Linked DNA regions of Gossypium hirsutum: all the other regions are linked to region 4. The links are chromatin contacts, called in public Hi-C maps. All regions are on one chromosome and are shown on one strand. Each heading gives the region's core, a stretch centred on a gene start, on an enhancer-like site or on the middle of the called end of the contact. The rest is flanking DNA. Distances are from core to core; before and after follow the strand shown.

Region 1 (6,212 bases), core at 3,708-6,207, 550 kb before region 4:
AGGCATCTCACCTTTTATGAAGATTCTGAGGAGTGAGATATTTTATTAAGGTAAGTGTTCAAAGAAAGGTGGGAAATTCTCCTATGACATGGTTGGTTGCCCAGTTTTTCTGTGGAGAAATTACTTTTTAACAATAAAAATAAAGATTAGTAATTAATTTGTCTATTTTTTTTATTTAAAAAAAATAAAATGTAGAATAGAAAAGAAATAGTAACATCACAACCCAAGACAGAAAAAAAAGCTCCAACTTCAACGTGTGCATTTGATGAGAGTGGAGATCCATTAATTTATATATCCCCCCTCATCTTGTTTCTGATAAGTGTAAAGGAGGGCAGAGGCATTAATGCCTTACCTTTACGGCATTTCTCCAACCTGGAAAACAAATATTTTGGTTTTTTGTTATTACAAGGTCTAGTTGACAGGGAATAAAGTTAGGCACTCTTTTCAACACAGAATTGTGCAGTTTCGGATCATACAGTGCAAAAATGAAGTTGGGTGTTCTTCCATTATTATTGAAGGCAATTTCTGGTCCTGGACAACCAATAGTTAGACTTGCACCTAATTTATTCAATTTGCCTAACTTGGTTTGGTATTATTGACTTTGGATTTTGGACCACTCTGTGCTGATGAATGGTAAACCCTTTGCTCTGCCACAAACTCAAAAAACTTGTTGAAACGAGTGAAAGTAAAACCAAGAAATCAGAAAAAGTCCATTGTTCATTTAATAGGAAAACAGAAACATGATTTGGTGCAATGTTTTTGGGTTAGATGGTGAAGACTGGATTGCAAGGGATGCATGCATTTAGACAAGTACACAAATTCTATTTTATTGTATTGGAAATTTAGTGGTCAAACTCATTGATTGCTGATTTTGGATGCAAATGGAATTTTCTTTCTCCAAACTAGGGGCGACCAATGAATTATGGTCTATTGGTCATCATCATTTTTATTTAAAATTACCTGAATATTTTAATTTTGCTTCAATAACACATATTTTAATAAATAAATCTAAAAATTTTTATTTTGAATAAATATAATTGTTGATGACATAATATGATGTCACCTTAATAAGATTAAATTAAATCAAAATAAATTTTTTATGCTATGTCAAATCAAATTTCTTTAAATAGTGCATATGCAAATTTGCGTATAATGTTGAAGCCGACACTCGCACTGATTTCTACTGTGACTGTCACACACGGTTGAGACATACACCTGTGTGGACGAAAATAGACCATTTTACAAGTCATATTTCTCACTCAATTTTGTGTCAACCTACAATCAACATTATGCATATAAACAAGCCATATTATGGCATCCAAAACAAACAAAATCAAGTTTAAAACATGTAGTATATTCACATACAACCAATATGCCCTTAGGCACCTCAAATGACAATTATAAACATGTATAACCATGTAATTCATGTAACCAAGAAATCAACCAACTTTTATGTATAATTGCATTAACACACAACATGTAAATCATTTACCAAAACTTAACATTTGGTACCAACTGTATCACTTATTCAATAGCATCAAATACATATACAATTGCTATAGCATAGTACCAAATCACACTAGAGGTGTCCATGGGCCGGGCGCCGACGGCCCGCTTGAAATATGGGTTTGGGCAAAAAAACGAGGCCCGTTTAGAAAACGGGTCAGGCCTCGGGCACCACTTTTTGGCCCGGGCCTGGCCCGAATATAATAAATATATATTTAAATTTTTTAATTTTAAAATATTTTTAAAATTCTTTTTTTATTTTTAAAATAAATTTTTCGTGTTTATTAAAAAAATGAGCCGGGCCGTGCCGAGCTCGGGCTTAGGAATTTTTTCTCGGGCTGGGCCTAGACAAAATTTTAGGCCCATATTTCGGGCCGGGATGGGCTGGGCCGGGCCCGGGCCTAGGACGCGGGACGAAATTTTTTCTGGGCCCGGCCCATGGACACCTCTAAATCACACCAAGTTATAAAACATACCTCATATGCATATTCAACTACTATTTTACCTTTCATCATTCAATCACAAATTGTTCCACACATCAACATTATAAGGTAAATTATGCACATACCAAAATACCAAAACACAAGTCAAATAAGTGGCTTATCTCAACAAAACACATATAGGCCATCATTTATCCAAAATAACCTATACATGCCATTATAACCAAAATCAAAACATCCGAAAGTACCGATAGAACTGATGGATAGTGTGATATAACTCCGACAAGCTTCTAACCCAATCGAGCTTTCGATAATCTGTGAAATAAGGATAAACAACTACGTAAGCAATGAATGCTTAGTAAGCTCGTACAAACTTTAAACATAATATTCCAATTCAATAATAAACTTTATATATTAAATATAAAGCTATACCAAAGCCTCAAGATTTATCAACTACATAACCACCAACTCATAAATGAGTAAGTCTATCAACATCATATATATATATTCATTTCTAACTTAATAGGATTTTATAAACATTATACACCATCATTAACCTTTTCATAAAACTACGAATAACTTCCTTTACTTATTTTCCATTCTATTTACTAAACATAAACTTAAATAACAACATTAATTAACTAATTAATATATTTATTCATAACATAGGTAAGTTCAACCATAACATACGTAATTTCTTATATATAAGTACATTATTCAACTCACCAATCCCTTTTTCATCATATCACATTTCAATTATGAACTTACCGTTTCATTTGTATAATACCAGACATAAGCATATACATCAATCATAATCTCAAACTTGACATAAGCCTAATCACCATCATCAATACACAAGTTAGTGCATTCATGTATATAACTCATTTTCATGTTTCAAATCATTATCTCATTTTCAATTCTCATACAATATCATCTAATATCAATCATAGTACTGTTTTATTTAATTACCCCTATTAACACGACTTGGACTCAGATGGATACACAGATCCAACCAGGACCCAGTGCCTCATCGGATAAATCTGAAGTAATAATTGTGCCCAGCGCTATATAAATTTGACACCCAGTGTCTCGTCAGTTAAACCGAAGTAAATTGGCACCCAGTGCCTCATCAACTCGAAGTCGAAGAAATCCCTGAACTCTTCCAATCCTATGGCATACCATCTATATCCGACTTAGCCCGATACAGTTAATAGGATTTAATTTCACTTCCAAATACAATCAATATCCAATTATCATATTTGCACATTATCACATTTACACAATATATATATTCCTTTCAATTCAAATAATCAACACATTCATAATTTATATACCAATTCAATCCATTTCAATTAACTATCCAATGTCAACCTTTTTAATTCATACATATTAGCACATCATTTCAACATCATTTCATACTATACTCAAATTGCACATGCTAACATCTTTTATTTGATTAACAATGTCCCAATTCACACAATTACTATATAAATAGCTATTCACCTATCAAACAATAATTGTTTATACATTGGTATTAGCCATTCAATACTCAATTCATGAGTATATAACTCATGTATCTCATTTAGTCACAACATATCTCATTTTTGTTTATGTTTGGGTCAATATTCAATAATTAACAAACCCATCAAATTCATTAAACAATTTACCTTATCGAGATTTTCCAAAAATTTTTTTTTTGAGTTTCTAATTTAGTCCTGATTTGTTTCTAACTCGTATTTTGGGCCTCGAGGGCTTGAATAAGGGACAGTATGTATGAGTTTGATTAGTTTCTGACATAAATTTTATGTTATATGAAATGTTGAAATTTCTATCTATTTGATCTGTAAACTCCGGTAATGCTCCGTAACCCGATTTCAACGAGGGATACGGGTTGGGGGTGTTACAATGACCATTTTCATCTCATAGTCTTGGACATGTTATAAAGATGTTTAGCATACAAGTCCAAATGCATAACAAGTTGTTACTTAATAACGCCATTTAGACCAGAAGATAACTTTTGGTTGAATGCAGCCTTTTAACTAGCATGCCACATTTTCTAATGATCTTCTTTGTCTCTCCATCTTAACTTCAACATTTAAGTTTGGGAGTTGGACAAGATAAAGCCACGTTTTGGCTTAAAGGATATAATTAACTATCCAATTAAGATAAGGGATTGGTTTCATTATCCAAATTGCTACTAAACATTTGAGGAATTACTTTGTTTGAGAGAGTACTATATTTGAATGATTTTGATAAACATCTACTGAGTGATGGAAATACTAGGGGTGAGACACAGATTATTCACGTTCACTGCACCAATTATTAATATCAAGTACAATAAATTAGGAGGATAAGGAGGAAATAAAAGTGTTGTAATGGAAGCCAATTCACTTAAAGAGGCTGAGAGCCAGAATTGAGACAAGGGGACGACTTGATAAAGAAGGCAATTACTTAGTGTAATTTTAGGGTGAAAAAAGATCTATCATTTCTTTGTCATTCATCAATGTATCTATAGGAGAGGTCCTTTTGTCCATTAATATGATATGCATAAAGGATAATCATGAGCATATATCATGAGATTCTAATAGTACGAGATAGTTATGCTTGAATGGTCTCCTTATTGTCTTGGATAGTGTTCACATTTAAACACGGGCAGATAACTTCCTCTCTAAGCAGAACGGGTGATCTTACACAGAAGTATTATGGTCAAGTGGCCTGTTGGGATAGGACTTCAAAAGAAGTCAACACAAAGATTAATAATGTGTCTGGTGCTTACGTGTGTCTAAACGACAAAGGGATATAACAAGTTTAAATCATTATTTCTTTGTATGGAGTTGATTTTAGTGGATTGGTTCTAGCAAAATTTTAACAATTTTTGTACCACAACAAAACTAGACATGCTGTCAAGTTTTTTGAACCACACAGTTTGATGCAAATCTTAAATCGAAACCTTTGTAAGTCATTTTGCTTCACACCAATAGCTTATTCTGATTTTAGCTTTGTCTCCTGAGCTAGATCAATCATCACCAAAAAAGGTTGGTTGATGCTTTGGTATTGTAGTAATGGAGATGAATCTGACAGAGAAAAGAAATCATTTTTGAGTTGAAGGAAAATCAAAGTCTAATTCCTTGAAACTTGATTGTTTTGGGTGAAAGCCATGTAATTCGCTTCACAACTTTTCATGCCCAAACAGACGTTACTAATCCTATACCAATCGTATCCTATATTATCCAAAGTCAATTGTAGCATAAAGCACCTAATTGTGCAATGCTGAAACGAAAATCTCATTGCAGCCGCCCATTATAATCAAATATGGAAACTAATCTTATAAAATATGTTATATGATGAGATTTAATTTTGTGATTTTAAGGATTATGTAAATCTTTTAAGAATCTCAAATTGTAGATTAATTTAATTTTGATCGTTGATGAAAAATAAATTGTACCGTTGTATCTGGGGGAGCTCAACTATAAATAGTGGTCTTCTCCTTTATTTGTATTATCTTATTGTATTCCATTTAAAATTGCCGAATATGCTTTGAAAGCATTTACTCAAACACCTTGTGGGCATTACTTTCTTGTGACTTTTTCTATTCTTTCGTTGCTATTTTGTCTTTGAGTTGCTTTCTCTTTATTTTCGGTGCCCTGGAGAATTTCTACAGAGAATTCTCACATTATGAGAATTAGGTTGACTTAGGCGGATTTGTAACCAAGAAATTGCCTAAGGCCATGGGATTGTAAGACTAAAGTTCTAGCCCCGTAAAACTAGATGCTATTTATAAAGCTAAGCTTAAATTTTAATTGATATATAATTCTAATATTCATTAATTGATAATTAAAATGCTTAAAATTATATTAAAATAATAGCTCTATTTTACACCAATAAAATTAATTAGCACAACTTTTTCTATGTCAAAATTTTTTTAACTAATAATTGTAATTGTATTTTAAATTATAAATATCATAAAATTTTTCCCTATATTTTATACTTAAAATTCTATTCAATTAATAACTATATTTTAAAATTAGCACAACCTTTTAACTAATAATTGTAAAAATTATAATTATTTAAAAAAAGGTTTCTAACAAATAATTGTAATTTAAATATGATCATAATTGTTTCCTGTATTTTATGCTTAGAGTTTTATTCAAATACTAATTCTATTTTAAAATTAGCACAACTTTTTAACTAATAATTGTAAAAATTATAATTATTTTTAAATGAATAACTATTACAATTTTTAAATTAAAAATTCTAATTATTTTT
Region 2 (6,082 bases), core at 2,549-5,048, 910 kb before region 4:
TCCTCGCTGGTCTCCATAGCTTTCTTGCTCATGATATGGTAGATCTGTGTCAGAACTTCGGCAAATGCATTTTCGACATTAGTAGCTTCCAGGGCAGAAGTTTCCATGAAGTAGAGGAATTCTTTCTCCGCGAAGGATTTCCCATCTTCGGTTGAGACAGCCACAAGGTGACGAAGATCGGATTTATTACCAATGAGCATGACTACAATGTTGGGATCTGTGTGATCCCTCAACTCTCTTAACCACCTCTCTACATTTTCGAATGTGGAGTGTCGTGTAACATCATACACAAGAAGTGCACCAACAGCTCCTCGATAATAGGCACTTGTTATGGCACGATACCTATCAAGTAAAAAAGCTAAGTTTGATCAACAACATAAAACAAACAGAAGAGCATGTCACGGATCTGGAATTAAAACACATTTATCTGCAACTCTCGTTTGGAGTACAAAATGATTATGTTTGAAGTACAAAGTAGTATTCAGAATCATAATTCATTCGGCCATTTAACCTCATCAGCCCTAATTACACCTACTGTGTCCAAATCAAAGGTTCAATAATGCATCTACTTCCTATGATATAGAAACAACACTGCAAGTATTAATACACGATGTAAAAGCAATTCCCTCAATGTTTATCTAATGCAAACTCTGCAGAGATGTACATCTCAGCTAAAAGATTTGTTAATGCGTACACTTTATTCCCAGGATGGGAGGATAGAGCCTTAGAGTCTGTTTTTCAAATCAACGAATCACAGCAGAAAACATATGCCAACTTAGTAGCCTTACATCCTACATAGATCGGAAGGCACTTAAAATGGTGGGATAGCATCAATGCTTAAGTAGCTATGTTCACAGAAATTGTTATAATTAATGTTGATGATGGGAGTAAGAATGATTGCAAAGCAATAAGAAGGAAAAATAAAATCACATATTTTACAGCCTCAGTCCTTCGCCCTCACAAATCCCCCTATTTTGCCTCTCTATTTTATTTCTTTAACAAGTGACAGGATTTGGGTCACACAACTCTAGCAGAAATTAAGTCACAGGCATAGGAACCCTAACTGAAGTCCTAGTTTATAATTTTCTTGGTCTTTTGGATATCTAATCCCCCAGAATTTCAGTTTGATATAGTAGTTTGCACATGCTAACCGTATTTATTTTTCATCAATTTGTGAATGGGAACTTCAATTCAGTGTCTCATCAAACAATCTTGGAGCAGATTGGACACTTTACTAGATATTCAGACAAGGGGATGAAAAACCAAGGCCTGCAATATACATGAGCATGCCTCAAAAGAATCATGTCATATGTCAACCAAGATTCAGCGGTCTCGGAAGTGAAGCAAGCTAGATGTGCAATAGGGGAATTGCTGAGCCATGCTGGGGGCAATTGAAAAGACTGTAGAGGAGTATTTGGCTGGGGAGATAATATGGCAGGCAGCATTTGCAATAATATTCTCACTTTGGCAGCAATAGGCGATGATCAAACTTGGTCACTGGTGATGATGTGGCAGCTAAGATGGTAAAGATTCAAAAGTAAAATATATTGCCTTGGTAGCAAGCTGGCAGCTGCAGCACTCCTACCGTACTCTGGGACACAGGAAAGAGGCAGTCGACTTAAAAGGCTTAGCAGAAGTACTTTTAACCACTTCTTGAATCAGAAACCTAAAAGGGTACACCTCATTGGTTGCTCGCTCTTTCCTCTAGGATCAAAGAGACTTCTCATATTGACAAATTTTCATTGTCAAAACCTAAAGTTGCCAAAACTCCAGTCAAGTCTATATTGGTCAACGGCGTATAACATCCAAATTTTAATATTTTGGTGTTCAACAACAAACTTGACTGCACCATTACTCAATGAAAAACACGCTAGAATTCTCTTAAAATCAATAGTAGTAAATTATAGCATGTCGCTCTTCGAGTAAAGTATCCCACATTGCAAAAGAAACCTTAAGGTAAGTACAACTTCACCAGAATAAAAGAAAAACATATTACTATGGCACTACTCTTTCCCCATAAAATCAAGCTTTGCTTGGTAAGGTAAAAAGAAAATTGGAAAGATGAAAAGTTAAACAGGAGGAGATAAGTAGAAACATAGAAATTACATTTTCTTTTTGGCTGGAATACTTGGTAGGAAAGATGGAAAATGAAAAGTTGAAGTATAGAAAAATATTTTTCTTTCCACCCATTGCCTGGTAGAGTAGAAAAATAAAAGAAACAAAATGAAAATTTAAAAAAAAAATGTAAAATTTGGTAAATATGCACACTTAACTTAAATCTTTCTCATTTTATCTCTTCTTGTCATTCCAAATTGGGATGATTTGTTTTTATGCATTCGGATGGAAAATGATCATACATCTCCTATTTTCTTTCATCTCACTTTTCTTTGTTAACAAGGCACACCCTAAAAGTTGCCACTCAAGGACTTGAAAGGTCCCTCCCTCTAGAAACTAACATCATTTACTTGTTCAAGCCATTTCTTCCATAATCAATTTACCACACTGTAGCTATAAGGTCCCTGCAACATCCCAAAATACCAGACTAGATTGATGCTAAACACTAGACTAACAAATTCCATGCGCAAATCGGATTCAAGATCCTGGTAAGCAATCATCATCTCTTTGTAACTAGTGATAACATATGAGAAAATAAGAAAGCGGGCAAGTAACGAAGACAAATATATCTTATATCTAGCAGGAAGCGAACATATTAATGCAAAGCATGACCATCTCGTTTGTTACTCATTTTGTCAAGCCACTTAACTGTAGATGAATGCACACAACCCGTATAACATGATCACAAGATTAAGAATAGTCAAGATCTGCTGACATGCACTTCAAATCTATGTTGGATCTATTTGCAATACAAGCCTATTAGGAAAGATACTAAATCTAAACAACAGATTTGCAAGAAACAAGCAATCATAACACCATTTACTTACAAGCTACTCACAGATCTAGATAAGCAAGACCCTTTTTTTCTCTAGTATACTGGTAAAAGGGAGATTTGTTAAACCCCATTTCAGATCAAACCAAACTCTTCAAGAATCAAAGTTAGTTTCTTTTCCCAAGCAACAACGAATTTCAAGAAAAAAATCTCCAAGAAGAAGGAAAACCTTATACGCTTATGATATTTGCCAATCTTTTATACAAAATCAGAAAAGAACTATAAATACCCAGATCAAAAAAAAAAAGGGAAAGGAAGACGAGAAAGTAGGAAAAGTGAGACCTTTCTTGACCAGCAGTGTCCCAAATCTGAGCCTTGATGACCTTTCCATCAACATTCAAGCTACGAGTAGCGAACTCAACACCAATAGTGGACTTGGACTCGAGGCTAAACTCGTTCCTGGTGAACCTCGAGAGCAGATTTGACTTTCCGACTCCGGAATCACCGATCAAAACCACCTTGAAAAGATAGTCATAGTCATCCTCAGCTCTGTAACCAGACATCTTTACTCTTTCACAGAACCACAGCTGTTACCCTCTTTCTTTGCGTCAAGTAAATAAACGAGTGTGTGAAAGAGGAGATGGCACGCGGCTTCTAAGTATATTAAAAGCCTCTTCTTTTGAGATCTGCCTAAGAAAAAAAAATCTAGTTGTTTTGGTTTTGGTATGAGTTGGAAATGTGAAAGACTGAATGTCTGCTCCGTTGGACTCCAGAAAATGTGGGGAAATATCCTTGAAAGTTGGGGCCTTTTCTGGAATGACTTCAATGCCTTCAAAATTTTTCACCTATAACGTCTTTTTGCTGCTGGAAAATGAGGATTTATGGGTCAATTTAACCATTGTTATATACGGTCTTTTGAAGTGGGAATGTTGTAATTTCACGACACTACTTGTTGATTTTTCGGGTTCTTTTCCCTTTTATTTTTAATAACACGAATAACGATGTATTAAGATTAATTTGTATTTTTCTGTTTTTAATAAAAAAATAAGTAAATTAATTTTTATATTATTAAAAGTTAATGTAACTGATGAAATAATCAGACAGTGCCACTCATGTTAACGCATATGAATCAATTTTTAATCATAGAAATAGATAAAAATTTTAATAAAAAATTAATTTATTTTTTAATCTAACATATAGAGACTAAATTGCCATTTTTTTAGTTAAGATGGCAAAATGTAATTCGACTCTTAATAAAAGAACATTCATGATAATTTTACTAGGAATAACTCGTTGAATCCAAGTTGTGGCTTATTGTCAAAGTATCTACTTTCCCCAAAAATTGCATGGGTTTGAATCATTATTATACCAAAATTTCTAACCTATACAAGCTAGAAATATTTGTTACAAATATTGGTATACCATTAGAAATTTTAGTATTAACTTGTAATTAGGTGATTTGGTTAAACATTTTTCTAAGTTTTTTTCAAAGGTGTACAACAGAATTGTCAAAAAAGAACCTTCAAGTTGAATGCTTTCGATGATATATTAGCAATGTTGTCTGAACCCAATTGAATCAATTGGCCGAATTGATTGGATCAAAGTGGTCGGGGTATCGATTTGGAGAGTGACAAAAAACTAGTAGACCCAGGAGCCAGTACAGATCGGTTGAACCAAACTCAAAAACTAGTTGAATCGATAGTTAAATTGGTTGAACCTAATTTTACTTTAATTTTTAATATTTTTTATTTTTTTTGATAATTTATTTGCTTTGAACCAAATAGACTGGTTAAATCGGGAACAGGTGGTCTGATCGGTTTAACCACGGGTCTAATTTTAAAAAAAAATGGATTTTGATTATCGTTTTATGCTAAGAGTGGTGTATACTATTTATTGTAGTCTCTTTCTTCTTCTTCTTCTTCTTCTTCTTGATTTTGTTATTAAAAAATAGAACATATTTGCCCTTTTTCATAATAAAATATTAATATTTGATTTCTCAAAATATTGCTATTGGAAATTAATTTCTAAAATGTTTTTTTAGGGTTTTTTACCAAAATAATTAAATAAATACTGAAATGAGATAAAGGCAATAATATTTACGAATCTAGGTAAGAGCTACAGTAAAAAATCGGTGCTGCTTGACCAATCAGCGGCACCCCTCTCCCCAGCCATTAGTCACATCAGGTTTTAAAAATATATATATTTTTATGGGTGCCGCCTACTCAATCGGCGGCATTGGACTGAAATGTGATGACCTAAAATATTTAGGAACCTAATATGTAAATTTTCCATTTTGATTGAAAAGCTTTAAGGGTGCCACCTACTTGATGACACCAAACTTCAAAAAGGTAAATTGCTTAATAACCCCTTCTTATTTATTTTCTTTTATTTCCCTTCAACACCAAAAATAGAGAGGCCTATCACTAATTAGTCCAAAAAGTTTTTCTACTAAAAAGTATTTTGTAAAAAAGTCGATTTCAACTGAAAATAAATTTCATTTATTTTTCGAAAAATAGTTTTTTTTCAAATTATTTTATTCCAGTTAGAATAATTTTTGAAAAATAATTTTACAAAAAAAATTATATTTTGAAAAATAAAGAAAATTTGTTTCCAGTTGGAATAAGCTTTTTTTTACAAAAATAGTTTTTAGTAAAAAAAATTGGACTAATTGGTAAGAGACCTCTTTATTTTTTGTGTTAAAGGGAAATAAAAAGAAATAATAAACAAGAAGGGTTTTATGAAGTAATTTACCCTATTTGAAGTTTGGTGCCGCCAAGATGTGAGGCAGCACCCTTAAAGCTTTTCAATCAAAATGACAGATTTACCTATCATGTCCCTAAATATTTTAGGTCATCGCATTTCAGTTCGGTGCTGCCGATTGACCAAGCGACACCCATAAAAGAATATTTTTGTTAAAACTTGATGTGACCAGTGGCTAGGGAGAAGGGTGTAGCCAATTGGCCAGGTGGCACCAGTTTTTTACTATAGCTCCTGCATAAATTAGTAAATATTATTGCCTTTATCCCATTTTTGTATTTATTTAATTATTTTATATTATTAGAGTAAAAAATCCTATTTTTTAACATGACATCACCATCATGGGTGGCAAAATTCATTTAATATTTTAAAAATAATGATTTCTTATCATTGTATTTATTCACATACCTTTCCAACTACCATAATCAATATCATTAA
Region 3 (6,567 bases), core at 3,544-6,043, 820 kb before region 4:
GTAGAGCTTCTCATCAATAATTGCCTTCTTGTAGGAAGGTGCTGGAAGCATATAAACTCTAAATCTATTTCTGACACTAGCTTGATGGAAAATGCATCATATATGGGGAAAATAATACCTCAAATATCATACATTCAAGCATTTCTATAGTTCAATAGTGGAAACTTTCTAGTTTTGAAACCAATACCGTGTTCACACGCTCGATGTATTGTATCGTAATGGTAAGCATTAAGCAGCTGGTTTTTTTTCTCTCCAACAATATTTAATCCTTACAGCATGGTGCATAAATAGAACTACATGCATAGAAAATAACCTTCAACTTGAATGTTAAGACAAAATCCAATTCCTTATTCAAGCGCACAGCAGGAGGTTGTTTGCTCAGGTCAATGCCAGGCCTGTCCGGTCTAGTAACTCCTGCAGAGCTCACGTGTACAAACCTACAAGTGAAGCAACAGATAAATAATCGAATAAGACCCCCATCATCAGCACCTCCCTCCCCGAAAAAAGAACAAGAATAGACCAGATTATAGAAAGAATCTGATAGAATGAAGAGAAAAGAATATGAACCTGGGAGTGATAGGATCCTTTATGTATGCTTTTATGGTAGAGAGTGGAAGCTCAAAAGGTCCTTCTACAAAAGTGGGATTCAGTTTCCCATCATATTCAAACTTGCTGAACATGAGCTGGAATAATTTGCATTCCTCGTAAACAGTTTGGTAAAAACTCAAAATTCAGAAAGATAAAAAAGCATAGACCAAGTGGCAAACCTGAAATGATACGACATTACTTGGATTGAATGGTGGAGCGTCAGATACAGTCTGTGCTCGAAATACAGGCCTCAGTGAAGAGAATGGCAAACGAATCTGTAAAGAAACAGGAAGTTACAAGTTGAAAGGAGAAGGTAATTTGTTTGATAATGCTGATGTATAAAATGGTCATGGTGTTACACACAGACTGCCATTGGCCTCCAATGGTGTCAAAGCTTGCTGTATAACCCACTGTATCCCAATCAGTGCTAGTGCGAACAATTAGTTTATACCGACGACCATCACCCTTTAAGCGCAACTCAAAACCATCATATGCTTTAAGATCCACTGGGGAGGAAAAGTTCTGAAAATAAAAACCAGTAGCCTTTTTACCTTTTTCATAAGAAAATGGAACCAAAGTAAGCTATGCATTCAGAAGTCATATTGAACACCCAAAGAAAAGCACATATGTGCACTAGAGAAAGATATTCAAACCAATATATATCTCGTCAAATGTGATTTCCGGGGAGGTCTGATATGAGTATGGTTATTAGTTAATGGTTATAACTGGATATAGTTTTAATTCTATTAGATTACTATCCTACCTTTAAAATGTTTCCTTAGCTGCAAATCTGAGGAGTTGAAGCCTACAGTGTCAAAGACCAGCCTCTTACCAGATTGTGCCAAAAGCAGTCCCTTAAACTTTTATGACTATTACCTAACTCATATTTTCTTACTTTGTGCTTCACCTAAATGAACGCACTTATAATGCTTGCAACATGTCAGACAACAAAATTGCGAAACATACATGGTGTAAGAACAACAAAAGCTATTCTTGTTTGCGTACCTTTGTTCTGATACTAGTAAACCCACCATTGTTTGCAGTTGAAACAATGCCTTGCAAAGACAATGAATTGGATAAGGAAAAGGGAAAAATGGGAACAAAGAGATGATAGAGCCATAATAGAGGTTCATAGTTAAGGTCACGGTTCTAATGCCAGCACGATGTATTATAGAGAGACAATCTAATGAAAGGTTCTCAAAAGAACAAACCTTTGAAAAGCCCTGTTGGTTTACCACCTTCACCACCAGTCCGATCAATCTGAAATGTACTTTCACTAACACCTCCCATTACAACATCATCTAAAGCGCCCCAATCAAGTTCTTTTGAAAGCTGATCTGCTTGATGGAAACATGGAATAAAGAAAAAGAAAATAACCATATTTTGTATAAAACCAGAAAATTGTAGATCATAGATTTACACTAACAATATATCACAACTTTAGAAATTGAGATATGCTACAGATGTTACTCAAAAATCAATATTCTAAATGGAAACCTAAATCCTCATGTAATGACAAATAATGGAAGTTTGTCTCCTTTGTTTCATTTATAGACAAAATAAAGCCCTTTGCATTAAATATCCCTTCCCACAATTCATAATTTATAATTATTTTAGCTTGTCTAAATCGAAAGAAAACACTTTTCTCAGACAGCTTTGCAGTAGGAAGGGTGTTAATTGCAATTTTCAACTAGCGGGACAATTTCGAGAGAATACCTTCAAATCCAAAAAGCAGTTTCCCTGTTCGTAGTCCGACACTCTCCTTCACAGCATTAATCAAGTTTTTCATTCCAATGTACTCAACCATTTCAGGTGAATCACCTTTTATCTGTTTCATCAAACAAACAAACAAATTCTCAAGTATAACTCCCTCAAGAGAATCTGAAGAGGTAAAAGATTGCAATTAGTTTGCTACCTCTGGTTCAAAAAACTTGACTCCCTGAAAGAAATAACATTTGGATGTCAGGGTCCTAAACCAGGAAAAATATTATTTACTATAATCCAATAAAACACTCAATCTTCTCATAGACTAAAAGAAAATTTTGAAACTTAGCCAACTGTTTCATAACCAATAGTTTCATCATTCGGAGAATGCCCGAAATCATACTTGACTGTATTTTGCTCGGTCAGGAGTGTCCCCTTCCTTTGGGCCAATAATGACAGAAGCAGCATTTATGACTTTCTTCACTCCTTTGAAGTACTGAGCAACGAGTGTGCTCTCCTTTGTAATGTCTCCGACAATCTGCAATTTGAAGGAAAGGGCGAATTAGGAAGCATGGAATGGAAGGATTAAAGGATAAACTCTATCAACAATGAAGAAGGATATATTAACATAAGTATAGTTTCAGATCACATGGATCTGCACTATGACAGCACTAAGGCTTTTCTTGGTATGAAGGATGGAAAGGAGTTAGAATGCAAAATTTGTTAATCAAATGGTTAAGATTCATAACCACTTTCTTACTTTGTAGCTTAAGCATTATATTAACAAAATTTCCATTCTCATTCGTAGATTAACAAATTTTCCATTCTCATTCATTTCCATCTTTTATACCAAGCGGAGCATAAAAGTTAAGTTTGTATGTTTAAGAATCATGATAAATATAGCAAACAAACATATTTCTTTAATGCAATACCTTAGCACCACCACATTATAAAATCAATGACCTAAAACAAAACTATATTGAAGACTTAACATGGGAAGGTAGCTCACCAATTCAATATCGGGACCGAGCATCTTTCTTGCTTTCTCTTCATTCCTAACCTAAATGTAGGCACACATGAAGAGAAAAAGTTAAAAGGGCGAAAGAGAAAAGAGGAAAAGAGAATGAGAAAAACAAGTCAAATCTATACTAAGACAGCCCTCTTGAAGCACTTCAAAAGGCATCAATTCATAAATCATATTTCAAGGGAATGCTAGATAAAGGTGTACAAGGTTTAGGACAAATACCAATGCTTTAACAGGCAACCCTTTCTTCCTTAAGTGGTTAACCACTCTCCTACCTACACCCCCAGTAGCTCCAACTACCAAAACGTAGTCAGAAGTTCCCATTTTCTTCTCTGATTCTTCGGGCGATGAACCGGATAATTTCTCAATTATAAATTCAACAATCTTCAGGGAACAGTAAATTGCATATAAGTGTGTGCACACAAATTTATGAATCAAGACATTATGATTAAAAGAAGGATAGAAAGTTTATGCTACCTTAGCAGGAGACGGTGGTCCATTGAAAAAGTATAACGTTTTAAAAAATCTCCCCAAATCCCAACCCTGTTTTTCAGCAGATATAGGATCTTTGTACGTTGCAGAAGATAAATAAGCGGACCTTCGTTGGTTAAGACGATACTTAGGTCTGCCATTAAGTTGAAGAAATGGTTTAGGAAGTTGACAGGAGAGAAGCTGAGGATGCATACAACTCTTAGAAAATTTTCTACCAACATTTGATGAAGAACCCTGCAGTTTTTTCAGTTGATGAAGTTATGAAATAAAAAATGACCCCATGATTGTATAGAAAATGGCAAACACCAAATTTGGCAAAGGAGTTTATAGTTCAAAGATACTGTATCAGAAATCAAAATATTCTTACTTACACTTCCAGACTGAACATAGAGTAATAAACCCAGAAATATTGTAAATGAAAATATATTCAATATATACAAATAGCTATACAAACAGAACAAGTGCATGCAATGATGATAATTTACTTGCCTGAATACTGAAGATGGAGAAGGGAGATGATGATGATGATATTGTTGTAGAAAAACAACTTTCCATTTCTTGACAGTGGGTTACACAGTTAAAAAAAAAAGAATTTACAACTAGAGACTGGAAGAAGGGTCAAAGATCAAAAGGTTGGCGTTGTGCAAGTGTAGATTGATAGTTTTGATATTTGAAGCAAAGCAGTTAATATAGACCACACACCCCAACTCTGCAACAGTCGGCTTCTGAAGAACTTGGACCTTCGAAGGTAAAAAGCAAAGGGGCTTTCTAGAAGGGGCTCTATTGGGTTTGAAAGTGGGCTTATAAAGTCATTAGGTAGCACCAGCTCCTTGCCTCTCCATTCCCGAAAACAAACAAACAAACAAAAAAGGGGTAAATTATGATGAAAGAAGGCAGATTGAAATAAGATTATCATACAAGATGGTTCTGTACTGTATTCAGTGGAGAAGAAGTTGCAAAGAAGAGAAGATGCCGAAACCAGGTTTGCCATTTTAGGTACCTGCACCCTATATAACCTCGATTGGGCATTTTTACCGTATCTGAAAAGGATAATAGTATCGATCGGGCACCTAAATTGTTATATTAATACTATATCAAATAATTTCATCTCTATTATGATCAAAATCCCTATACTATTTGTTAATTTGTTCTTACAGTTATCTCTAGAAACTCATTATGGTATGAGTTGCGATAAAATTAGGTTTAAAATATAAAATTTAGTTTTTATAATTTAATTCTAAGAGATTAAATCTCTATATTTTTTTATTTAAAAATATTAGTTCTTGCGTTACTACAATTAAAATTGTTCATTTAACTATTATAAAAAGGGTAAAATAATTTTTTAGCTCTCATTTTTTATTCTTCTTTTTTGTCTATTTGATCCTTACTCTTTAAAAATAGGATAAACTATTAAAATAGTCACTTTTATTTGTCTCATGATCATTTTAGTCACTTATGTTTGAAATGTTACGTTTTAATCACTTACGTTATTGTGTTGTAACATTTGTTACTAAGCGTTAATTGTCGTTAATGGTGTAAAGTAAACTGACGTGGCATATTAAATTATCATTTCAAATGACAATTTTAGGTTAAATTATACAATTGGTCCCTGTATTTTTTTCGTTTTGAGTAATTTAATTTTTTCTTTTATGTTCTTTAAACTTTCTTTCTTTTTTCTTTATTTTCCATTTTCTTCTCATTCTCCATCTGTTTTACTCCTTTCTCCATTTCTTTTAACGTAATTTTTCTATATTTTTCATTTGTTAAAACTAGTCCCTATACTTTTATTTTTTGAACAATTTAACTTTTTCTTTTTATTTCTTTATTCTCCTCTTTTTCTTCCCCTTATTTTTCTCTCTTCTCATATTCTTCACTGCAGAAAAATAATCTTTGCCCACCAAATAAACCAAGTCCTTATTTCTTTCGCATGATTTCTAAATTGAATTTTACTCAAAACTGAATATCAATCATTCTTAATCGAATCTCAAATTGAATATAACCTAATTTTGAAACTAAAATTGGATCTAACTAATCAATATATAAAATCATATCCTTAATCAAATCTAAACATAAATTGAATTCTTTATATTCAAAACAAATTTTTTTATTTCCAAACTTTTATAGAATTATGTAGATTATTCCTTTCCTTTTATTTTATTTTTTGATGACGAATAAAATTAAGCAAACAATAAAATTGATCTAAACCTTTTTGGATATTCCCAAGCAAGTTTGATTAGAAGCCGAGCATGGATGAATCGAAGAGAGAAAGGTAGCATGGAACCAAACTAGTTTAGGTAAAGTTGAGGATGTTTCATATGATGATCGTTTTAGTCATTGAGAATGTAGAGCTCGTTTGAAGAATCTGTGAAACAACATAATTTCGAGAGGGTGAGAATGTTGTAGGTAAGATAGATAAGGTGGTCATGGGGGTTGATTAGGAGGTTAAGGGAATGGGCTCAAGAAATTTTGTTAAGGGTGGATTGCCATAAGTCACAACTGGCGAGATCTTCGAGTGAGGAGAGATTGTGGACTAGGTCATTAAGAGATCCAAATTGGTTCGTTAAAGTGATGATGGACGATAATGGTTTGTAATTGTGGGGTGAGAATATGCGAAACAAGTTTTATTTTGGTTTCAACTTTCGCCTTTTCTTTTTTCATAAACATAAAAAAGTTTTAACAAATGAAAAATATAGAAAATTTACGTTAAAAAAGATGGAGAAGGGAGGAAACTAGAGGAAGAAGCAGAAGATAATGTAAAA
Region 4 (6,166 bases), core at 3,090-5,589:
GATTCAATTCTCAAACAATGAAACCTATGCAAGCCTAGGAAGGCGATTATTTGATATCTATATTCAGGTAAAATGATCAAAACTGAGATGCATACTTGTATTAATAGCTTTTCAACAATAATGTATGCCTGGATTGTTTTTAATGTGGCACTGGCACTGGCACTGGCAGGATGAGGTTAAAGAGCAAGATTTCGACATAGAAGCTGAATCTAAAGCAGCTCTTGTCCCATTTGCAAAATCATATAATGTTAGTGTAACAAATGGTAGACTAGAGATCCGTTTCTACTGGGCTGGCAAAGGAACTCAAGCAATCCCTGACAGAGGAACCCATGGCCCGCTCATTTCAGCAATCTCCTTGGAAAATCCAGCTTTCGATCAGTCGAAGAACAATGTTGTGCCAATCGTTGTCGGTATCGTAGGAGCTTTTCTCGTGGTCTTTGCATCGGGTATCCTTTTGTGGAGATACCATTTCAAAGCCAAGAACCAGCGAGAAAAAGGTTTGCATTGTTTCAGCTTTTGCCATTTTAAGACGAACAACTTATGTAGTTTGGTGCATAAGTCCTGTCTTCATTTACAGATCCTGAAGGACTAGATGTTCAAATCATTTCTTTCACTTTAAAGCAAATTAAGGTTGCCACCAATAACTTTGATTTTGCAAACAAGATTGGAGAAGGTGGATTTGGACCTGTTTACAAGGTATAGAAACCAGATATAACATTGTATTTCAGTTTTAGGGTTTAGGCTCAGAAGATCTGATTTTCATTGCTGGGTTGCAGGGTCAGCTTGCTGATGGAACAGTAATTGCAGTGAAACAGCTATCTTCAAAATCAACTCAGGGAAATCGCGAATTCATGAACGAGATCGGTATGGTATCGTGTTCACAACATCCGAATCTTGTCAAGCTTTATGGATGCTGCATTGAAGGGAATCAATTGTTGCTTGTATATGAGTACCTGGAAAATAATTGCCTTTCTCGGGCTTTGTTCGGTAAGTTCATCAATCATTTACCTGGATGGGAAAACAAAAACCTTAGCAAGTGGACAACTGTCTGTCTAATATGTTCTGGGATTTTTGTTTAGGCCCTGAAAATAGTAAAATCAACCTGGACTGGCCAACCAGGCACAAGATCTGTACTGGAATAGCTAAAGGTCTAGCATTTCTCCATGAAGAGTCTAGACTCAAAATTGTTCATAGAGACATCAAAGGCACCAATGTTCTTCTTGATAGAGACCTCAATCCTAAAATATCTGACTTCGGATTGGCGAAGCTTCACGAGGAAGAAAAAACCCACATCAGCACACGAGTTGCCGGAACAATGTAAGCCTTTTTGAAATCTTGGTTCTAGTTGACGAATCTGTTCTGAACATGGAGTTTATTAACATGTGATGTAATTTCAATGCAGAGGATATATTGCACCAGAGTATGCACTGTGGGGGTATTTGACATACAAGGCAGATGTTTACAGTTTCGGAATTCTTGCATTGGAAATTGCCAGTGGGAAGCACAATATGAGTTATGGACCAGAGAATAAATATACTTGCCTTCTTGATTGGGTAATCATTACTATATATATACACGCACACATAACATTGAGTGTTTTAGATTTATTTTTTTGGAAAGGCTCGGCAAACAACTTAGTTATTGTTTTGTAATGTATGTTATAGGCCAGTAATTTACAGCAAAAAGGGAAGCTATTAGAGTTGGTGGATGAAGAGCTGGGAGGTGAATATAACAAGGTAGAAGCAGAAGGGATGATTAAAATAGGACTTTTATGTACAAATGGATCGCCTTCGTTAAGACCAACTATGTCGGAAGTAGTAAGCATGCTAGAAGGAAGGAGTGGCATCCCGGAAATGGTCCCTGATCCTGGTAGTTACAATCAAGATTTGAGGTTTAAAGCCATCAGAGACCATCATAAGTCTATGAACAATAATAATAGTAAGTGGAGCAGCAGCTCAGCATCTGGTAATGAGATTGAGGAGTCCTACTTAAGGTTCAAAGCAATGGAAACCCAGACATCAATGTCAGCTGCATCGTGGACCGCCTCTTCCACAATGTCTGAATGGCAGCATTCATAGTTGGATTTATTAATCTTCTTGAATCTGTTTGAGTACAGCCTATACTTGTGACTCATGATTGTGAGGTTCCATTGAAACATGGTGTGAGGTAAGGTGGGATGTTTTATTTATTTATTTTGTACAAGTTGAAGAACCTCACAAGATGGTAGTTGATTAGGGTCATCAAACTCATATGTAATGTGCCTGAAATTGATGGTCTCTCACGGAAACCACTGGCCCACCATGGAACACAAACCAGAAGCGAAAGCAATTTGTTAATGAGAGAGGAGACTTTTATGAGATCAAATGATATCAGCTTAGTACATTTAGGATAAAATTTAGGTTAGGGTTTTATTATTTAGTGACTATTCTGTTTTCCTTTTACCTATGTTTGGGTAAAAAATTATTGAAGTAAGAAAAAACATGATGTAACAATATTTTGTCTGAATATTAATGATTTTATGTAAAAAGTTAATGAGATAAAATTGTAATTTCGTATCTTAAAAAAATATTACTTTCTGTTCTCTAGCATTAAGGCAAATAAAAGAAATTAGGTAATTAAAGGAAAAGGAAAAGAAATTCAGCCCTTTTTTTCCCTTTATTTAAATAAAACAAACTAATCAAATAAGGGAAAATTTTCCAAATGAGGGAAAGAGTGTTACTTTATTTTACTTTTCATACCTTTCTCTTATTTTGGTGTAATCCAAGCATAGGGTTAATTCATTTTTCGAATTTAATCCATTTAAATGATGACCTTCAACATTAATTTAATCATATGATTACCTTAAATCAATTGAATGTGAATTGATTAGCCAACTCTTTTATATATTTAAAATATTATATATTTTCATAAATATATTTAAAATAAATAAAAATAATATATATTAAGTTTATAATTGATTCCCGCTCATCCTTAAAAAAATAATAAAAATATTAAGAAAAGAAAAGGAAAAAAAAACACTATAATCTAATCCTTAATTTTTAAAAAGATTCAAATCAAGGTGTTTTCAGATTACAAAATTTCAAAGACCGGTGTGAATTACATTACATGCATATATGGTGGGGTGATGGATCAACCTATGGATAGGAAAATCGAAGCATATGGTAAAACAATCGTGCAAATTTGTGGTAGTAAAAAAGGAAAAAGGACAAATGATAAATATGGAATTTGGGTTTGGGAAAACAAGAAGCAGCCCACCTATTTTGAATGTAATACAAAGTCAACTGCCTTTCACTGTTTAGTCTGTGGGATCAACAGTTACTGAATCTAAATATTATGTGCCACTCCCGACCCACTTTCAATATCAATGCTTATTTGTCTCACTTCATTCAAGATGGAGTCTGAGTAACAGCCAATTACTATTACTATTAATGTTACATAAAAAATTTATATCATTAATCATTAAATTATAAGTAATTTTTTATTTTAATCATTTGTTAAAATTATAATTCGTTTATTAAATTATTCAAATTTTTTTATTTAAATAACTGAAATGTTAAAATCGATGTTATATGACTTTCTCTGTTTCAACAGCCTGAACCAATTAAAAACTTACTTTTCTCTTTTCTTCTTTAGTTTAATTTTTTTTTTCATGAAATAACTTTAGATATCATGAAGTCGAATTGTCATTTGGAACTCATTGGCGAAACTTTAAAAAAAAATTAATAGCTTAGTGACTTAAATACTTTTTTTTTAAATTTTTTAATAATTTAAATAAAAACTTTCAAATAAATTCAATGATGAAATTATAAAATTTTTAATTAAACAATCGAAACAAAAACTTAGTACTTAAAAAAAAAAGGTTTGGTAACAATCATCCTTGCCTAACTTTAGACCATATGATTCAAAGTATTAGCCTATTTTTCGACTTCTCTTCTGTTTAATTAATGGAGACAATATACATACATAAATTAGTCCAAAGAAAAGGAAGCTTAGCAACCCCAAAAGGTCGTTTCGTGCTAAGGGTGAGTTTAGATAGGCGGTACGTTTATCTGTAATTAGTGTAAAAACAGCGATGACAGTGAAATTATATACTGTAGCGATTCTGTAGCGTGAACTTAAACCGCACTCCAAACCACTCTAAGACTCATTCATGGCTGCTTCTTTTAACTTAAACAGCAAATCTTTCTTATGGAAATATAAAAAACGTGAACTTACTGCAGCAAATAAAATAGAATAAATATCAATTAAAAACGATTAAGACATTCCTACCCTGTTAAAAAGATCCCAAAATTTCCGGAAAAAATATTCCTTTTTCATGTAATTAACAGTTCAGTATATACCAAATGTATTTTTTACTTTCCCAGTATCTACTTTCTGTAATATACATCCCAGTATCTCGATTTCTGGGTTTTTTTGGGATTTGTCAAGTCTCCAACTTTACTTGCACTATTATAATTACAAACACTAGCTTCTTAATCTACATTTTCAAGGGGGTCGAACTCTAATAGAGCAGCTTTTCATAGTTTCTTTGAAAGTAACGGTCATCATGGTTACCAAGAAGCTTTTTGTCTTCTGGATCATTGCAATGGGTTGTTTCAGCTTGCTTAGATATTCTGAGTCGAAGGTGCCCGAAGAAGAAGGTGAGTCAGAGTTCAAGATCTGATTTTTAGTAGTGTAGTTTTTATTTGGTTGATGAGATAGTGTGGGAATATGTTTTTTTTTTGGGGGTTCGCTGGTTAAAATGAAAGGGAAGTGGAAATGGATTTAAGTTTTTACTTGGTTTAATTTTTGTTGGATGTTCCTCAAATTAAAACCCATTGCAGGAACTTATCTCTAAGCTGGAATCTTATAGGATCTTGCTGCTTTAAATTCCTTGGGTTCATTACAAAGTATATGATTATGGTGAAAGTAGGTGGTATTAACTACTGTTTTTTCGCTTAGGTCCCTTCTTTCATGCTCATAATGACACTAAAACTTCCATTTTCTTCAAAAGCTTATCAGTAAGTGATTCTTGTGCCTGAGGTATTGAATTGTCTATAGTCCACAAGGAATCAAAGAGTCATAAATATTGAGTCAATGATGAATAGGCTTTTGGTTTTGACCGCTGAGTGTGAACTAATGTTATGGGTGATTGAAATGTTTTGGTTTAAGCAGTTAATCCTAATATTTTCCTTCCCTTCTTATCCAGTTTATAGGTTTACAAATTAAAATGCTGATCCAATTAAGATGCTTTTGTTCATTTTTACATTCATATATATTGCTGCGATGCTTATGGAACTATGAATGTCTTCTAGTTGATGCTTTGGAAGAGATTACTACTGCAATGGGCTCCACATACTGGAAATTTATTGGTGATTCCTGTGAAATTGAAATGGTTGGGGTAACGCTAGTGCCGCCAAAAAATTCCGAGCATGAGATCTCTTGCGAATGTGAGGCGGATGGCACTGTTTGTCATGTCGTAAGGATGTATTATTCCTTCATCTTGTTACTAGCTAATTTACATTTAATTCTTTGATCTGATTAGGTGAATTATTCCATGTGTCCAGTATGTTTATGCATGGCTATTTCTAACTAAAGTGAATCTGAGGGGGTTGTCAATGACAACATTTGAGGGTAGTTTTGGCTGTTGTAATCGAAGTAGCTTATATTTGCATGGATTCTCCTTTTGAGGCATGGTTTTGATATTCACATCTGCAGACAACCTTAAAATCAATGACTGCAGTAAAGCTATTTGAGTATCTATTTCAGTAATTTATGTAGTTTATGCTTTCTTTAGTGAAGCTTTTAGGGCAATCAGTATCTGTTTCTTTTTGTCGTTGTTGTACTAATACATCTTGGCTTATGTATTTTAGAGCGATCAAAGGTTATAACCTTCCTGGAATACTCCCCCCTCAACTGGTTAAGCTTCCTTACCTTCGGGAAATGTAAGAGCTCTTGAAATGATTAACTATGATGTTTATATTGTACATACTGATTATATAATCTACAGCAATAGTAGATAACTGTCCTAAGTAATCTTACTTTTTTATCAGTGACTTTGCTTACAACTACCTAAATGGTACCATTCCAATTGAATGGGCTTCAATGAAGTTGACTTCTATGTAAGTTTTTGAAACTTTTAACATAATTTTTTGTTCATATGGTATATTAACCTGAAGTTTTTGTG

What was found. Hi-C and Micro-C count contacts between places; a contact is called where the count stands out from the background.
Region 1: a Hi-C map of petal shows a contact between it and region 4, with 4 times the contacts expected there. The contact joins the enhancer-like site here to the promoter of LOC107901714 in region 4. A contact is called at or near these places in 4 of 34 Hi-C or Micro-C datasets (hypocotyl, leaf and petal).
Region 2: a contact with region 4 is called in a Hi-C map of leaf, with 2.0 times the contacts expected there. The contact joins the promoter of LOC107901705 here to the promoter of LOC107901714 in region 4. A contact is called at or near these places in 2 of 34 Hi-C or Micro-C datasets (both in leaf).
Region 3: a contact with region 4 is called in a Hi-C map of leaf, with 2.4 times the contacts expected there. The contact joins the promoter of LOC107901706 here to the promoter of LOC107901714 in region 4. A contact is called at or near these places in 11 of 34 Hi-C or Micro-C datasets (callus, hypocotyl and leaf).

The regions. Positions count from the first base shown.
Region 1 is chrD06:50,127,449-50,133,660 of Gossypium_hirsutum_v2.1, forward strand. No RefSeq gene overlaps it. Among protein-coding and RNA genes, the nearest start is that of LOC107901708, 6.4 kb to the left of the region's middle. Within about 2 kb of position 4,958, at least 1 of the 9 cell types and tissues checked has an H3K27ac peak or open chromatin away from gene starts, as enhancers often do.
Region 2 is chrD06:49,776,267-49,782,348 of Gossypium_hirsutum_v2.1, forward strand. LOC107901705 (ras-related protein RABA1c) reads right to left here and starts at 3,799. Exons shown (of 2, transcript XM_016827797.2): 1 at 3,230-3,799; 2 at 1-342. The coding sequence starts at 3,450.
Region 3 is chrD06:49,861,800-49,868,366 of Gossypium_hirsutum_v2.1, forward strand. LOC107901706 (protein HIGH CHLOROPHYLL FLUORESCENCE PHENOTYPE 173, chloroplastic) reads right to left here and starts at 4,794. Exons shown (of 16, transcript XM_016827798.2): 1 at 4,298-4,794; 2 at 3,794-4,042; 3 at 3,539-3,700; 4 at 3,302-3,352; 5 at 2,696-2,830; 6 at 2,504-2,527; 7 at 2,305-2,416; 8 at 1,800-1,925; 9 at 1,594-1,643; 10 at 952-1,110; 11 at 768-863; 12 at 568-683; 13 at 314-437. The coding sequence starts at 4,363.
Region 4 is chrD06:50,682,572-50,688,737 of Gossypium_hirsutum_v2.1, forward strand. LOC107901714 (probable LRR receptor-like serine/threonine-protein kinase RFK1) reads left to right here and starts at 4,340. Exons shown (of 24, transcript XM_016827812.2): 1 at 4,340-4,640; 2 at 5,295-5,466; 3 at 5,853-5,924; 4 at 6,033-6,101. The coding sequence starts at 4,547. It overlaps LOC107901713 (probable LRR receptor-like serine/threonine-protein kinase RFK1), which reads left to right. Exons shown (of 22, transcript XM_016827811.2): 16 at 1-67; 17 at 170-497; 18 at 578-696; 19 at 777-987; 20 at 1,080-1,317; 21 at 1,403-1,553; 22 at 1,665-2,548. The coding sequence ends at 2,078.